Linked DNA regions of Bombyx mori: region 1 is linked to region 2. A link is a contact called in public Hi-C data. All regions are on one chromosome and are shown on one strand. Each heading gives the region's core, a stretch centred on a gene start, on an enhancer-like site or on the middle of the called end of the contact. The rest is flanking DNA. Distances are from core to core; before and after follow the strand shown.

Evidence for each region. A called contact is a pair of places that touch in the nucleus more often than the background predicts.
Region 1: a Hi-C map of midgut shows a contact between it and region 2, with 2.7 times the contacts expected there. The contact joins the promoter of LOC733020 here to the enhancer-like site in region 2. A contact is called at or near these places in 4 of 7 Hi-C or Micro-C datasets (midgut, posterior silk gland and whole pupa).

The regions. Positions count from the first base shown.
Region 1 is chr16:12,945,004-12,947,762 of ASM3026992v2, reverse strand. It overlaps LOC733020 (protein phosphatase 1 catalytic subunit), which reads left to right and starts at 1,435. Exons shown (of 8, transcript NM_001047015.1): 1 at 1,435-1,651; 2 at 1,808-1,939. The coding sequence starts at 1,591.
Region 2 is chr16:12,901,964-12,904,663 of ASM3026992v2, reverse strand. LOC733020 (protein phosphatase 1 catalytic subunit) reads left to right here. Exons shown (of 8, transcript NM_001047015.1): 5 at 251-447; 6 at 1,150-1,297. Among protein-coding and RNA genes, the nearest start is that of TRNAE-UUC, 10 kb to the right of the region's middle. Within about 2 kb of position 1,358, at least 4 of the 8 cell types and tissues checked have open chromatin away from gene starts, as enhancers often do.

The DNA.
Region 1 (2,759 bases), core at 186-2,685, 43 kb before region 2:
AATTTATTAGTTTCGAGTAAGTTTTTTAAGCTTTACGTTCTTTCGATATTAGTTTTAACTTTTGAATATTAAAAGCAACTACGTGCTTTTAAGGTGAGCGGCATGTTCCGTCCCGTAACAGTTTGTTCTAAAATACATATTTATATTATTATTATTTTTTTTTTATTGTGAATAATTTTTTTTTTTTATTCTTTGAGTACGTAACGCGACACAATTTGGTTTATATGTATTATTCATTTCTTATTTTTTCTTGTACTGGGTCTGCGACATGTTGTGTGTATCGGAATGCACCATTTCCGTGGGAAATGGTTCTTCGGCGCGACACTAGCGCCACCACTTGCCTGCCTGTTAGTGCGGCAAAAAACAAAAACTGAGTTTTTCGCGCGAAGCCGCTGTAGCCGCATCGGCACGCGCATTATATTTAATTAGTATCTAAAGTTCCCCCTTTCATATAAAAAACTGGAAAATAGTGACAGTGACCTATGACTACATGTGAAGGATAGATGAACTGATTCTGTCGGCAATACTCATCCTCGACCAGGACCTTCGGACGTGGTTGCGGGACGATTCACGGTAAGTCGTCAGACCTAGGCCATATCCTAATCAATCTATTTTACCCCAAGATTAAATTATTACAATTACTAACCTATATTTTTTGTTGATGTTCTAATAAATATATAAATAAATACATATGTTGATTTTAATAATTTAATAGCATTATGACGCAGAGTAAGTAATGTTTTTGCACGTGAATGTACCATGCGCAAACTTACCCCCACTACGTCAACAAATGCTCAAGAAGTTTGCCGGTTATTATACATTATAACCTTGGATGTGAATCCTACTTATTTCTCCTGTGAAGATATTCCGACTTAAAAAGCGTGACAGCCGTTATGCAATACAGTATGCCTTCGAATTTAAACATGACCAAACTATTATATTATAGTAATCACATTTCTTTTATCTGTGAGCTCCGATTGTTTGTTTATTTAAGGATCTAAGGCCCCGAATGGTGCAAAGAGCTTCAACAATATTTCGCCATTGCGTTCGATCTTGGACTACGCGCATTACTTCGGACCAGTCAGTAATAGAACTCCGACTATTACTAGACTAAACAAATAAGTGAGTAAGTCTACTAATATGGTGGATGAAAAAATATTAGTACTAACGACAGAAGATGAAGCACTTGTTGTAGCTTCGGGAAACTAAATTAACTACGTACTTAGGTACTGAAACGTAAGGAAATAAATTTTAAATTAGTGTTAGGACTAACTAAGACTTATGAAACATAAATGGAAATATTAAATTATTATAAATTCGAGCTCATCCATATATAGTAAAGAAATACATAATAAAGAAATTTTGGGGAGATTGTCCGACTTGATTTCGGAAGAATTCCAATCCATGCTGGCAGCACTGGTGATGTGTTTCTGTCTAATTTGCTTGTGTGAGTGATGTCTCCGCCATTGAAAACCATTTTAGCCGAGAATTGAAATAGGTTGTACCTTTCATAATCGGCAAAAATCTTAAACATCTCTCTTCTTTTACCTATTCTATTCAACCATATTTCGTACACATACAATATATCCGATGGCAGACAGAGACACAGATGAGTTAAACATCGATAACGTAATAAAAAAATTACTAAAAGGTAAATGTTGTTAATGTTGAAATAAACAAAAAACGGTTTATCTTGTCGTAAAATTAAAGTGAAATTCATCTTTTTTGACGTGTTGTGGTAATGTGTTCATAATGTGTTGTAGTGATTTTACAGTGTTTAAAAGTGTTGTTTACGTTTTGTTTTCAGTACGAGGTGAGAAGCCTGGTATGAATGTTCAGTTGACGGAAATAGAAATTAAAGGGCTATGTTTGAAATCAAGAGAAATATTCTTGTCACAGCCTATACTACTTGAACTTGAAGCTCCTTTGAAAATTTGCGGTGAGTATAACATTCAACATTTTACTATCTACAACAACTTTCTGAAGAACATCTTTGCACCTCTTACAATTAGCGATAATTAATCAATGCTTACATTTAATGTATGTAGTTTTAGTTGCTTATTTCTTAAATGCAAGTTAAGATTTTTGTTTTACAATCACTCTGTGACAAAACTACAGTTCAAAAAAGTTGTAAGTACCTTCAATGACGAAATACCATAACTTTCTCCAGTATGCGTGTAATAGGAGAGACGCCCAATGAATTGTAATGTAATATAATAGAAAATTAAGATTATAACTGGTATATTTATTTTGGAAATTCCATCAGAAAAACAATAATTGTATCTTCCTTTCAATTTGTAAGCGATATACCCTTTCAAACATTTTGAAGTTATGTGAACTGATGACATTATTTGCATTTTATTAAAATTTCAAACATCACATGTATTTTAAACAAAAATATCAAAAATGTTTATGAGATACATGCTGTAGAAATGTATTGAAAATAAAAAGCATCAGGCAGTAATGTGGTACTACTAATCTACATAATCAGTTATTACATTACTACCAATTGTTTTTGACTCTTGTGGCTACATTTTAAATAATGAATGGGTCTTACCATTATTTATTAAGTTTATTTACCCAATAGTTTTATTCTGTTCTTAGCGCTATGGTTACAGTAGGACTAGATACTGTGTGTAGGACATTGGAGTAGACAAACTTGTCTACCCTCTTGTGTATTTAGTACAAAACAATAGTAGTAGGAACCCACTAAATAATATCTCTTATTATCTACAGATGTTCATAATAATTATTTAGCT
Region 2 (2,700 bases), core at 109-2,608:
CAGCCCACTGAGTTTCTCGCCGGATCTTCTCAGTGGGTCGCGTTTCCGGTCCGGTGGTAGATTCTGTGAAGCATGGTTCTTGCTAGGGTTCGTATTAGCAACGTCGTCAGGTTTGAGCCCTGTGAGCTCACCTGAAATAGCCTCTCAAGGCTATCAGCATAGGTAGGAAACAAAAACCATTCTGGCTATAACGGCTCTGTATTGGCTACCCGAGTTTCTTTAACCAACAGTATTTATCTATTTGTTTTAGTTGACGAGAAAATCTTCTGTTGTCACGGCGGTCTGTCGCCGGACCTGCAAGCTATGGAACAGATCCGGCGGATCATGAGGCCGACGGACGTTCCCGACCAGGGTTTGCTCTGCGACTTGCTCTGGTCCGACCCCGACAAGGACACGGCCGGTTGGGGCGAGAACGATCGCGGAGTCAGCTTCACTTTTGGAACCGAAGTATGAATTGTTCAATATTTACTGTGTCCACACTAGCACCTCTGTCTCTGGCAGTATCACATAGACGAACATACACACACACACACCATTTTTTCTTTTTTTTTCCCTACCCATGCTTATAGCCTTTAGAGGTTATATCAGCGTTACCCTAGCGTGTAGGTGAGCTCTCGGGACTCAAACCGGGGGTGTTGCTAATACTGGCCCTAGCAAGAGCAGTGTCTCGCAGAATCTACCACTGGATCGGAAATGCGACCCACTGAGATCTGAAAAGTTTGAAGAAGGACAAACGATAGAGCAAAGGGACACTGCGAAGAGGCTCTCTGCAGATGGATACCACAAAAATCTCTGAAAACATGATGTCGAAAAACGTAATTATTCTAGATAGTATGTTGAGCTCGTGATTCACTGAGAAGATCCGGAAAGAAACTCTGCGGGCAACACACACAGACGAAACGATAACAGTACCATAATTTCACGATGTGATTAGCAATATATTTTCTTTTTGGGATTTTCTGTAGTTTTAGTTTTTTTTGTTTTTATATTGTATTACAAATCTGTCACGCAATCAATGAATAAACTAAATTTATTGGATCTATTCACACGAACGCCAACAATAACTACGACGTTTCAACACTCGACTGGTTTTGTTTATTTTGTGTAACATGTCCATTTTGGACTGAGCCCTGTTTCGGTGCATTCCAGGTCGTGGGCAAGTTCTTGTCCAAACACGAGTTCGACTTGATCTGTCGCGCGCACCAGGTCGTCGAGGATGGATACGAGTTCTTTGCGAAGAGGCAACTCGTCACACTCTTCTCGGCACCAAACTACTGCGGGGAGTTTGATAATGCAGGTCGGTACGCGCGGCCTGGACCCCGTCGGAAGGTTCACACCCTCGATCCATGACGACTGTGTCTCAGTGACCACAGCAAACGAGTCTCTACAAGTTTCAGCGGCTTAGCTCTGTCCCTAGCATTGCTGATGTCCATGGGCGACGCTAATCACTTATCACCAGGTGGGCGGTATGCTCGTCTGGCTATAAGGGTAATAACGAAAAAGTGATTGAAATGTGTTTAACGACTGTATCTCAGTGACCACAGCGAACGAGTCTGTACAAGTTTCAGCGGCTTAGCTCTGTCCCTAGCATTGCTGATGTCCATGGGCGACGGTAATCACTCATCACCAAGTAGGACGTATGCTCGTCTGCCTGTAAGGGTAATAACGAAAAAGTGATTGAAAAGTGTTTTTTTTTGTTCGTTGAAGATGTAAACATAGTAACTGCAAAAGTTTTGTTAAAATTGATTTGCATCCGTCAGTAATGCGAGCTAATGAGTACACAAGCAACATTGAAGAAAATGTAGGTTTCAAAAATGCATCGTGAAATTCATCATCATCATCATAATCGGTTGCTCTTGGCAGAGCAGTCGTGGTCATGTGGAATTCTTGCTTATTAAAACCTTGACAGATGTTTTCCATAGTTTGCGAACCGAGGCCCGGCGCACGCACTCGTTAAGTGGGGTTTCAATAAGATCTTTCACCTGATCAGTCCAGCGCATGGGGATTCGTCCACGAGATCCCTTACCATTGACCCTACCCTGAACAACAAGTTTCTCGATAGACTCTGCTGGCCGTCGCGATACGTGTGCAAAATATCGAAGAATCCTGGATTGCACTGTTGACGACAACCTGTGAGAGATATTTAGTTCTTTTAGGATCGAGGCGTTGGTGCGATGTTCAGTCCAAGTTATACGGAGCATCCTTCTCCAGCACCACATTTCTAATGCATCGATCCTTCTTCTTTCTCTCTCTTTCACAGTCCAGGTCTCAACCCCATATAAAAAGATGGGGAGCACCAATGCCCTTACCAGTCGGACTTTGGTGGTCTTGGTGATATTCCGGTCCTTCCGTACTTTTCCGAGTTTATCCATGGCCCATCGCGTTATGATTATGCGCCGCTTAATTTCGTCCTCCAAACCACCACTGTTAGTGGTGTTAGTGAACCTGGGTAGGTATAAGATGAAATGCAATCTCGGTAATCTCCGGGGTATTGTTATTGCTTCTGTCCACAATCATCATTTTGGTTTTGTACCTGCTGATTCGGAGACCAAAACTGAAGGCAATTGCTTCGACGTGATTCAGCAATTCGATCAGATCTTTGCTTGTAGCCAGCAGAGTAGCATCGTCAGCATAACGAAGGTTGCATATATTTTTGCCACCAATGGGCACACCATCAGTCCAGTCATCTAGAGTGATAAT